3 separate regions of the Mus musculus genome follow, and all the other regions are linked to region 2. A link is a contact called in public promoter capture Hi-C data. All regions are on one chromosome and are shown on one strand. The core of a region is the stretch at or near the end of the contact, and the rest is flanking DNA. Distances in the headings are between cores, read along the strand shown. Region 1 holds the start of Lrp5 (low density lipoprotein receptor-related protein 5). Region 2 holds the start of Rtn3 (reticulon 3). Region 3 holds the start of Cpt1a (carnitine palmitoyltransferase 1a, liver).

Region 1 (3,729 bases), core at 1,012-3,511, 3.8 Mb before region 2:
GCAGGTGACAGAGTCCTCACCTGGCTGTACCCCACCCCCACACCCCTGTGCAAATTCTGCTAGATGCCTGAGTAATGACACTGTGTAGTCAAAATAAAAAGGGTTCCAACTATGTTGGGGCCAGGAGGTGGCTTTCCCCAGAGAAGCTTAGGACAAACAGGTTGCCTGGGTAATTTCTTGCACAGAGGGGACTCTGCTCAGCATTTAACCCAATATAACCCAACATGTGCTGGCTGGGCCCTCCCAGGGGTAGACAGCCCACAACTGCAGGAACCTCCTCCAGGGGGCCAGACAGGCTAGGCTGGTCCAGGGACAAGTGAGTGCTTTAGGCGGTGAGAAGGAAAGCCTAGGGCTTCCAGAATGGGGAATTCAGGGACCACTAGAACAAAGGCTTTTCTGTGGGCTCACAGCTTCAATTTGCAACAGGAAGCAATCAGGAAAAATAATTAGCTGCCCACTCACTCCCTTCTCTCCAGACTCCCAAAGCAAGAATCTCAGACAGACATTTGGGGGTCGCACAGCCAAAAACACTCAAATAAGAGCTTCAGGAAGATTCTTCTCTTTGCTTCCATTTTAGGCCTGGACTACCCCATCAGCTGGTACTCCTGGGGCCTGGCTTCCTAATGTTAAAATAATCGACTCTATTTTTGCCGCACACACCACCAAACTATAAAGATGTTCAATTTGGGATACCAGATGACAGGCTAGGGGATCCCAGAGTAATGTCAATCCTACCTAGGACAGGAAAGTCGGCTTACAAACCCCACCTTTAAAACAAATAGCTGCCCCATACCCCTTCTGCAGTCACGACCCAGGCATTTCCGGGAAGAGTAGAACTGGCCTGGACTTCCCACAGCCTGTCACAGTTTTGTCTTCGCCTTGTTTTGCTAACACCAGAGATGGCCTGAAAATGTAAACATGATCCCGAGGGAGACAAATTTAGGGGGAGACTCCCCAAGAGCCCTCTGGCTGAGCTTGAGAGCTCCAAGACTGGATGAAGCCAGCTCCCCTCGACCCCTCCCCCCAAACATAGGTGGAAGAGACTGCAGCCCAGGGAATCTGAGCACAGAGCCAGGCCCAGCCACCTCCCTCAAGTGTCTACCCTGGAAATACACAGGGGGACAGCTGTTCGCCTTAATAAGGCCCAGACAAAGGGACCTGAGGTTGTCCCCTACCCCGCCCCAAACTGCCATCACCACCACCCGGGAGTTCAAGAGTATCTGCCGGACCCTTGGACAGCCACACTCCAGAAAAACAAAACACAAACACCCGAAAACAATGATTTAGGTGGCAAGAGCCTTGCTTTAAAAACCACATGGCAATCTCCGAATTAAAAGAACATGTGTAGCGTTTCCAACTGCTTCGTTTCTCGAGAGTCCTCCTGACCTCAGCTCCACCCCTCAGGACACACCAAAAAAAAGTTAGAAAGTTCCCGAGCGGGCCACTTCCCTAAAGGTGGGTCCAACTGAGGCAGAACCATACCTCCCCACACCAAGGCACCCACGCAACCGATCTCGGGGCTGGGCACTGGTCAGCGGGGCTGGGTGCCTGGCCACCGCTTGGGGGCCCGAGCGGTCAGATGGGTCACTGGGGTCACGGGGACACCTGGCAGGTGTCAGTCGGTTTGGAAGGCTGACAGCCCACGCAGGTCAAAGCGACAGCAGCCCAGGGCCAGGCCGCCCCGCGCAGGGCTCTCCGAACTTCCTAGCTAGCAACTTCTGGCACTTCCCAGGGCTCGGTAGGCCGGCCGCCGCAAGCAGGCTCGCGAAAAGTTTTCCCAGTAGTTCGCGATAGGCCAGGCCTGTCCCGGGCCATCGCGATGCCCGTGGGCGCACTCCTGAGCGCGCCCGGCGTCCCGAGCCTTGGGCAGGTGAGGGCCCGCCCGCGCCGCACCTGGCGGGCTCGGTCCCCAGGGAGGGGCCCCGGCGGGAGAGACAAAGGGCCCGCGCGAGGTCCCCCGGCGCGTGGTCCCCCGGAGCGCGCTCCAACTCGTCCGCAACTTGCAAAGTGGCTGCTTGCGGCCCCGGCCATTGTCCCCCGCGCCCACCTTACCCGCGGCGGGGACCAAGCTGCAGTACAGCACCAGCAGCAGCAGCGGCGGCGGCGGCGGCGGAGGGGCCCGGGTCGGCGCCGTTTCCATGTCGTCCGGCGGCCGGGAGCGCCGCGCGCTCACTCGGGCTCCATGGCGCGCGCGGCGGCGGTGGATCCTCGCGGCTCCCGGCGCCTCTTGCTCCCGCCTCGGGCGCCGCGGCCCAAGACGACGCGGGAGGAGGGAGCGGAAGCCGAGCCGGTCTCCGCCCCCCGCGCCGCCCGCGCCCCCCGCCAAGCCGCGCCCTCCTGCGGGCGCCCGGGAGCCGGGCAGGCGGGTCTCTCCGGGCCCGCGACAGGAGAGGCCGGGCAAGCAGGTGGGTCACCTGCCAAGTCTCTGTACTGACAGGTGAGGAAACTGAGGCACGTGGAAGCATGACCCACACAGTCAGGAGGCCTCAGGGCTGGAAGCCAAAGGTCTCCGAAGCCAGCTTTGGGCTCTTTCACCACAACTGTAGCCACCTGGCCCAGAGACATACCGCCCCACTTGGGATGCACGCGGGAACAGGCGCAAAAGCGGATACTGCTGGAGGAACTGGGGGCTTTTACTTTTAGATTTACTTTTTGTTGTATGTGTATGAGTGTTTGCACGCATGTATGTGCACCACATGCGGGAAGGAAACCAGAATAGGGTGTGGGGGTCCCCTGGGACTGGAGTTAGAGGTGTGAGCCACCAGGTGACTGCAGGGAACCAAACCCAGGTCTCTAAAAGAGCAGTAAGTGCTTCTAACTGCTGAGCCTTCTCTCTCCGGCAGTGCTTTCTAGAACCTCACACCTTGGGCAGGCAGGTGTAGGTGAAATCATTTCATGTCCTTAGAAAGTAAGCTAATGGCAGTGTCCACCTTGCAAGGTAGAGAGGAAGGACAGAAGCTGAGGTGGTCAGGAGGGTGCCTCTGCCCTCCTGTGGTTTATGCTAGGAAGAGACAAAAATAAGAGCCCAAACAAAGGAGTGAGTAGCCGGGAAAGTGACATGGCGCTCAAGTGTGTATGACTTTACTTATAAGTCTGACATGGTGTCCAGCCTCGGGAGATTGAGGCAGGAGGCTTGCCATGAGTTTGAGGCCAGCCTGGGCTACCTGCGAGACCCTGTTTAAAAAGAGTTGATAGAGCCCTTGGTTCCCTAGTGTGCACAGCTCTCCCAGCGCTGCATAAACCGGACCTGATAAACAGAAGGAGCAAAAGGCAGGTCAAGGCTGGCCAGCAAGATGGCTCCCGTTGACCTAAGTTCAACCCTAGGATCGCAGAAGAAAAGAGAACTGACTCCCCAAACTTGTCTTCTAATAGGAAAACATGAAGACCAGGGACCAGCTAGTAGGGGGAGGGGACCCACACCAGGGTTCCAAGGGTCAGGGCAGAGATTTCAATGCGGAAGCAGGCCAGTGGTTCAGGAAGAGCAGTCTCCTGGGGTGGCTGTATCCAGTCTCTGACCGGAAGAGGAGTCAGGAGGTCTCAGGGGCAGTCAGGGGACTGGGGACTAGAGCAGCTAGTGTCCTTGCTGGTTCCTTCTCACCCAAGCCCAACCCCCATCCCCCCTCCACCTTCAACACAGAGCCAAGAGCACAACCCCCTTCTCTAGCCCCACTCTCACCCATCCCCCAAGGCCTTCCTCTTTCAGCCTTGATTTTTCTGAGGCCTCCTCTC
Region 2 (4,012 bases), core at 150-2,649:
AGAAGGCATCTGCACTGCAGATCTCTCTGATCTGAGTCGAGCTTGCCAGTCAGCTCCCACCAGCAGGCAGACTTGTATACAAAAGAAACTAAAGGAGGCCGCCAGCGTCCCTCCTAGTCTTTTCACACACAAGAGAGAAGGGGGTTCAAGCAGCCCAGGCTTTGTCTGAATTCTTTCCCCTGCAGCAATCGTTCCCTTTTGTTATGCTGCTATTGAGAATAGGCCATCGAAAACAAGAAATCAAAACATGGTGATGGCTTGGCAAGACTGTATTTATTATCTTCTAGAATATAGCAACTGACTGCGTGTCCCCACCCCCACGATGCACCACCGGTGAAGAGCCGGCTGTGTTGCAGATGCAGCCAAGGATCCATCTTGGACTATCAGCAGCTCCCTCCCAAATCTTCCCATGCTATTCTCATCACGCCTCATCTACCTCAGAGTCTCAGAAAAAAAAAAAAAAAAAAAAAAAAATCTGGCATTCAGTTTAGCCAAAAACAGTAACAGAACTTCCTGATCCTTCTGGCGAACAAAAAAAAAAAAAAATTTTTTTTTGGAAGGCTATATCATCCATTTAAGATTGTGTCAACCGGTCTGCAAACCTGCAACGCCACCTTTTCCACCACTACCCCTCTCAAAATCCTAGCGACTTCATTTCTCCTACGTCCCACCTGTCACAATCCCCTGAGGCTCGCTAATCCTGCTCTAAGTCACCCCCACCCCCCGACCCACCCTAGGGCTCTCGGGCCTCCAGCACTCGATCCATTGGGTGCACATAGCCTTTCTCCGTTTTCACCCCACTGCGGTGCCCTCCCTTGCAGGGGGTCAGCGTCAACGCCCACTCTAGTTCACCACCCCGCCCCCAACCTGTTTTCTTCACACCCCGTTATTTCCTCACCTCGGTCCTTCGCTCCCCTCCCCCTTAGCCTGTTCCTCAAATGCCCGCCAAGAGACTAAAGCCGCCCACGGCCCAGACAGGTCGCTCGCCCCTTCCCGGAGACCCAGTAGCTCGCGCTCCCCAGGGACCAAGCCCCACGCGCGCCTCACCCGCACACGAGGAGCCGCAGCTCTTCGCCCCCAGGGCGGGGCAGGCTCCAGGGCTCCCGCCGCCGCCGCCGAGAGCTGACGGCTCGGCCCCGGAGGACGACGAGGAGACTGACGGGGACTGAGTGGCCGCTGACGACTCCGCCATGGCTGTACGAGCAAGGGCGGGAGAAGGGTGAAGAGAGACGTAGGGCGGGAGAGTGGGAGGGGACACAGAATAATCCAGCAGCTGGCTCTCCGAAGTTCCCGGCGACGCCTGTTCGGAAGACTGACTCCGACAGACTGACTGACTCAGCCGAGCTCCGCAGGGAGAGAAGGAGTGCGAGCGCGCATGCGCACAAAGAGCCTGGACGCGCGGGCGGCGGCCTCGGAGGCGCGCAGCGACGCAATGCGCAGGCGCAAGAACTGTCCCTCTGCGCTCCCGCAGGAAAGGACGCAGTGACTGGGCCCGCGGGTGGGGCAGGCCTCTCGGGGGTGAGGGGTAGGGGGTGGGGGAATGGGGGAAAGCCTGACGTAAGGGGCGTGGCTAAACTCTAGAACCGGCCCGCCACTGCAGCCCCTGCTACAGATTAACCGTGCCCAGTCTCCCCACCTTCCACTTGTTTATGTGAATGTTTTCTAGCTGGCAGATTATGTTTCTTTATGCCTTCATAAGCTACAAATTTTTTATTATAAATCCTAATTGATGTCTTTGCCTGATACGTACCAGCCTGTGACTCCAAAGAGTACAATATTTAAAGACCCCCCCTCTGTAATGTTCTTTTTGAATTATCTGGTCGTGTCGTAATATCGCCCCACCGAGGCAGGCATGGTACAGTCCCATGTTTGATAGGTGGAGAAAGATGCTAAACAGAATGAGAAACTATTACTCATTCCAATCACATTGCAATGCAGGCACAGAATCGGCTTCATATTTTTATCTTGTTTTTCTTCCCAAAGAGGCTTCAGGTTGTCTTTTCTCTGAGCTATGTTCTGAGCTACAAAAAACATACTTTGGAAAATAAAAAAGAAGCTGCCGAGGAAAGGAAAACCAGGAGAAAACGTCTTGGTTGGGACTGGGGGAATGGAGTGGACATGAAATGAGGTATTAAAAATGAGGCACAGATACTCATAATACTGAATTTTATTCATGTCCTAAGATGAGTCCCCCAAAAAATGACATTTGAAACTGGACATCAATTTATGTCAAATTTTGTTCTTTTTAAATTTTAAGTACATAATGATGATAAAGCTGTGGGATTTGATGTTGCTAAGTAGCAATCTATGACCCAAAGTGCAATTGCAGATTCAGCAAATTCTGTAAAGATGCTAACTCACAGAGGGAGCGCTAGGCAAGCAGGCTGCTGCAGATGGGGAACAAGCTGTGGACCGCATCTGTCCTAGACAGTTTTTTAAGGTCAAATAAAGCTCAGATAGCATCTTGGTTGTTGCAGTGTTCTGAAAACGATCCAGGATATTTCCCAAAATGACTCTGGAAAATATCTTACTCTGTCACTCAACGGCAGGCATCAATTGATAGTGCAGCAAACTGTCCCCCGATGCTGTTGAGTGCCAGAGAACGATGGCAAAGGGAACTGTATGCCAGTAATCAGGAATCCAATTACTTATTTTGGTGAATGCTTAAGTATTTTTTTCTTAAAGTCTATGTTAAAGTCAGGCATGCTGGATAGTTCTATGTTACCTTGAAATCTGAAAAGAGGGAACCTTGATTAAGAAAATGACTCCAGCCAGGCAGTGGTGGCACACACCTTTAATCCCAGCACTTGGGAGGTAGAGGCAGGTGGATTTCTGAGTTCAAGACCATCCTGGTCTACAGAGTGAGTTCCAGGACAGCCAGGGCTACAACAGAGAAACCCTGTCTCTGGAAAAAAAAAAAAAAAAATGACTCCAGGGCTGGTGAGATGGCTCAGTGGTTAAGAGCACTGACTGCTCTTCCAGAGGTCCTGAGTTCAAATCCCAGCAACCACATGGTGGCTCACAACCATCTGTACTGGGATCTGATGTACTCTTCTGGTGTGTGTTTGAAGACCGTTACAGTGTACTCATATAAATAAAATAAATAAATCTTTAAAAAAAAAAGAAAAGAAAAAGAAAATGACTCCATAAGATCAGGTGGTGAGCAAGCCTAAAGGATATTTTTCTTAATCAGTGATCAATGGGAAAGGGCCCAGCCCATTGTGGGTAGGAGCATCCCTGGGCTGAAGATTCTGGGCTCTATAACAAAGCAGGCTGAACAAGCTAGAGAGCAAGCCAGTAAACAGCACTCTCCACGGCCTCTGCATCAGCTCCTGCCTCCAAGTTCCTGCCCTGTTTGAGTTCCAGTTCTGACTTCCTTCAGAAGTAAGTAGAATAAACCTTTTCCTTCCCATGTTTGTTTTTTGTTTTTTGTTTTGTTTTGTTTTGTTTTTGTCACTGTTTTGATGCAGCAACAGGAACCCTAACAAAGTTGTACCAGTGTAGTGGGGTCTTATGACAGACTGGATCATGTGCCCTAGCTCTTCCCTCTTGGAGTATGAAAGTGCTTATTTTTGATGTTACAGGAACCCACAGTTGAGAGACTTTAAAACGTTTTTAAAAAGAGATTTTAGAGTTTTACAGAGAGTTTGGATTTTAAAAGAGACTGGGTATTTTTTTTTTTTTTAAAGACTGAAAACTTAATGAGTGAATTTGTAAGGCTGTGGGACTTTTTCTTTTTTTTTTTTTTGTTTTTTTTTTTTGTTTTTTGAGACAGGGTTTCTCTGTGTAGCCCTGGCTGTCCTGGAACTCACTCTGTAGACCAGGCTGGCCTCGAACTCAGAAATCTGCCACCACTGTCCAGCCTATGGGACTTTTTAAGTTTGTAAAATGTTTCATCCTGTGATGTTTATATTAATGTGTGATCTTGGGGAAGAAAGGAAAGGGTATGACTTCACAGTGATTTGTGTGTCAAGTTGACTAGGGTCAGTTGTATTGGATATCCTAAAACATC
Region 3 (4,009 bases), core at 234-2,733, 4.2 Mb before region 2:
AGGACGCCAAGAAAAGAGGAAGTGTCCTTGGGGAGGGGACCGGTTAGGACTGGGGTTCTAGGGAGAGAAGGAAGGGCATTTAAGGTGAGTCCAACAGTCCAGGACTTAAAAGGAGCCTTAAGTAGGGGGCAGCAAGAGGTGACACTAGAGCCATCGAGGCCGATGAGGCCCGGGGGACAGCAGAAAGTGTTTCCAGATAGCACCTCTGCAGTGCCAGCCACATGTCACACTGGTCTCTGCTTCCACGCTCAGGAACAGGTGCTCAGATAAGGATGCTTAAGAAGATGGAAGGCGTTTGGGTGTGTCAGAACAATGAAGGCAAGTGAAAGACCCCGATTCTCTATGAGTCCCTTCACATAAACTAAAAATCTCAAAGTTACACCCAACAATCGCCTGTCCTTTTAAATAATAGAGGTGTAGGGGGAGATGAGATACAGCAACAGTTAACTACAGTTGGGGGCGGGATCAAGGGGAACTTTCATTTTCTCTATGGAACCCTTCCACGGCAAGGCAGAGAAAGATGGAGGCAAACAGGGCTCTTCCATGACCAGGCGTGCTTGACCTCAGAGCTGCGACTCTTCCTTCTTCAGCGCATTTATGGAGAGCTTGCTACACGCAGGGCCTGGAGCTGCAGCCTGGGAGGGCGCCCCATCTGGCGGGTAGAGTGCTTTGCCATGTCTGGCCCGACTTCTCTACACCCTGTTCACAACTCACCCTGCAACCTTCGTTCCCCGTGTGCTGCCAGCGATCCCCCTCCAGAAGCCACTCTGTCCGAGGTTCCAATCACTCCCCTATTGACACCTATTCGTTCTCAGCGTTCAAAGAGTACTTCGATTCCGTTGCTTTTGGGCGCAGAGACTTGAATCCAGGACCTTACACAGGCAAGGAATGCACGGCATTGTGAGCTACCCACACACCCTAATTGTTCCGCAGATGAGGGTTCCCCCGCCCCCTGACGATTTTATCCCAGGGAGACTATGAGTGTGTTGGCCTCTGGCGCCAACCTGCCCCCGGATGTCAAACATCTGTTCTCAAACTTGGAACCTGAGCTTACTTCTTCATTCTCTGATGTTAGACAAGCCGTTCTTCCCAACACCACCCCAAGCGTCCCACTCCCCTTTTTTAAAAAAAAAAATAATCAACCAAACAACCAAACAAACCAAAAGTCTGGAGCAAAATCAGCATAACTCCCGCAGGGTTGCAGAGAAGTTTACGGGCGGATTAGTGTAAACCGCGAGTGTAAGCCAAGTATGGTGCAAAGAGCTGTTTTGGACATGGCTTTAATGAGTTGGTCCCTTTTGTATATGAAGAAACTGAGGCTCTCAGGGTAAGGAATGTTGTCCTAGGTCTGCCGTTGGCAAGCTCGGGACTTAGCCTCAGTTTCCTTACTGACCTCCTCCCCGCAGCCCCGCCCCGTCCAGGCCCCGCCCCGTCCTGCCCGCGCTGCAGCCCAGCTGGGCTCAGCCAATCACCCGCGGCGCGCGTCGGTGAGCCTGGCCTCGCCCGCCCCGGCCCGGACTCCGCTCGCTCATTCCGCCGCCGCCGTCTGCAGACTCGGTAAGACACCGCGAGGGCAGCGCTGCGGCACCGCCCTGGGCTGGGCGCGCGGGTGTCATTCTTAAGAGTGTGGAGGGAGACCCAGACTGTGCCCGTAGGGTACGCGTGAGCCGCGCATTGGAGAAGCAGAGGGCACTCCCTCCCCCGCGCAGTGACGGATCTGGGGGATCCCGGGACGGGAGGAAAGATGCTTGGTCCCCAGACTGGGCAAAATGCCTCCACTCGGGACGCGTGGGACCTCGGCTCGTGGTGTCCCGCCCCACGGTGGATTCACTCACCGCGTGGGTTTGGGGTCTTCATTGCTCTGTGAAAGATGCTTATGATTAGGCGTGACTCCTTGGTCCCTGACCAGTAGGAGTGTCAACTCCCTTTCTGACCCCTGCTCACTCCCCACTCCGCGGGTGGCTTGGGGCCAGTGTGGACGCCGAGCGTTCTCCAGGCTCTTTCCACCCGCTACTCTGCAGGTGGATTGGTTCTCGGGGTCCGTGAGGGTCGGGCTCGGCAGTAGGAAGGATGCTCGCACAGGGGACTTGGCAGGTGGCCGGTGCCCTCTCTTCGTGCGGGTCCCTGCAGTATAGCCTTCGGGACACACCCTTGGCGCAGAGACTTAAGTGTTTTGCACCCCTCACCGCGGTTTTGCCCGGGGTTCAAGGGCAGGTGGGTGTCAGAGACTGCCCAAGGTCGCGCCGGGACCAGAGCCCGGGAGGGTGGGGGCGTCACGTGACCTGGCCTGAGCGAACTTGGCCTGGGACAGCCGGACAGCACGGTCTGGGCAACCAGGCTGTGCGGTAACAGCGGGTACCCTTCGTTTTTCTTCATCTTATTGTGAATCGGGTCTGGTTTTCGTTGATGTCACAGAACACAGATGAACGCTCAAGTTTTTAAGGAGTTAAAAAGTTCCTAGTGTGAACCAGGCTACATACAATCAAGCTCAGTACTCTCAGCTCTGGGCCGACTCTCGTTCCGTGCATTTAAATAGTTGTCCAAAAACAGATTTTAGTCGGAAACTGCTAACTTTGGAAGTTCGCAAATAAAATGAAAGTGAGTTTAGAAGCCTTTCGGAACGCGTATTTAGTTACAGCATTTTGTTGCACAGGCGTCTGGTTTCTGGTCATTCCTGATATTCAAGCGTGTTTATCACTGTCAAAACCACAAGCCAAATGACTAAAACACAGCTTTGGCCTTTTATTTGTGCCAGCAAGCATACATCACCACCACCCCCTTCCTAGTCGGTCGACTCAGGACTCAGTGAGGACCTAAAGCAGAGGACTGTGGTGTGGGGAGGACAGTGCTTGCTCCGGGGCAGTGCAGAGTAGTAGGTAGGTCTGGGCAGCGTCCGCATTCAGAGTCCTGGGCTAGACTGGTTTTGCTGCAGCACCCGGAGCTCTTTTGTCATGTAAATTATTGCTTTTCTTAACTAAAGCCTCGCTAGACTTAACCTTACACTTGAATTTTCTCTTTTATCTATTTATTTACTTTTAAAAAATGAGATAGGATCTCATGTAACACAGGCTGCCCTCCAGCCTGCTCTGTACCCAAGGTTGGTTTTGAACCCCCGATCTCCTTCCTGCACCCACCCATAAGTGCGGTGATTATAGGCGAGCACCACCACGCCCGGCTTTGAACTCCTTAACCGTCTTTGGAATCAAGCTCCGGTTAGGTTTTGTATCAAAAGTGGCCGAAGCGGCTTCCTGCACAAGACAAAACCTTTCGAGTTTGAGCTAGAAAGCCACCTGACTGCAGATGAGGGGTGGAACGCCTCCCTTCCGCCGCCGCTGCGCTTGGCCCTGACCCAGTGGTCACGAAACCGGCAGGCCTGATTCTCTCGGGAGTTTGGGGCGCTGGCCGGGGTTTAGCCAACCCTGATTCCTCTTGCCCATTTTGCCCATTCATAAAAGCGCTGCAATTTTTACTTTATTTTCCCCTTGGGTTTCGCAGCGAAACCCTTCGAGGCACGGTGCCGGCTGGCTGTTTTGTTGTATGCGACAGCTGTCCTCGGACAAAGCGGATCGGTGACTCCGGGATGGCAGCGGCGACGCGTCGCTCCGGAAGGCCTGCGTGGGCTCGGCCGGTGGAACAGGATCCGAGCGCCCCGGACGCGCCAGCACGGGGGCGGGGCACCCGTAACCTTTCCCCTACTTTTCTCAGCCGTCACGTGACCCGGCTGGGTAGGGGAAGGGGCGGGGCGGGAAGCCGCTGTTGTTAGTGCCCTTCCCTTCCCCAGCGCCTTGAACTTGCAGTCTGGATCTGCAGGCGGCTAGAGCCACGCGACTTTCCTGTACTTTGACCGTTTGAAGGTTTTTTTTTTTTTTTGGTTAGAAAATATGTTTAGTCACTCTTCAGTCACTCTTCATAGATATTTACCGGTAGGCCCGAGTCTTAAAGCTGGTGGAAGTCTGCATTTGAACTAGTTTAGAATAAAATGGTAGTCCAAGGTGGATAATTTTAAAGT

Evidence for each region. Promoter capture Hi-C pulls out the DNA fragments that hold promoters and counts their contacts.
Region 1: a contact with region 2 is called in a promoter capture Hi-C map of the HPC-7 cell line. A contact is called at or near these places in 3 of 39 promoter capture datasets (the HPC-7 cell line, cranial neural crest and second pharyngeal arch cranial neural crest).
Region 3: a promoter capture Hi-C map of second pharyngeal arch cranial neural crest shows a contact between it and region 2. A contact is called at or near these places in 2 of 39 promoter capture datasets (cranial neural crest and second pharyngeal arch cranial neural crest) and 1 of 484 Hi-C or Micro-C datasets (regulatory T cells).

The regions. Positions count from the first base shown.
Region 1 is chr19:3,684,303-3,688,031 of GRCm38.p6, forward strand. It overlaps Lrp5 (low density lipoprotein receptor-related protein 5), which reads right to left and starts at 2,262. Exons shown (of 23, transcript NM_008513.3): 1 at 2,053-2,262. The coding sequence starts at 2,140. Gm36672 (a long non-coding RNA gene) reads left to right here and starts at 2,248. Exons shown (of 4, transcript XR_388279.4): 1 at 2,248-2,437.
Region 2 is chr19:7,481,892-7,485,903 of GRCm38.p6, forward strand. Rtn3 (reticulon 3) reads right to left here and starts at 1,400. Exons shown (of 9, transcript NM_001003934.2): 1 at 1,048-1,400. The coding sequence starts at 1,192.
Region 3 is chr19:3,321,818-3,325,826 of GRCm38.p6, forward strand. It overlaps Cpt1a (carnitine palmitoyltransferase 1a, liver), which reads left to right and starts at 1,484. Exons shown (of 19, transcript NM_013495.2): 1 at 1,484-1,557.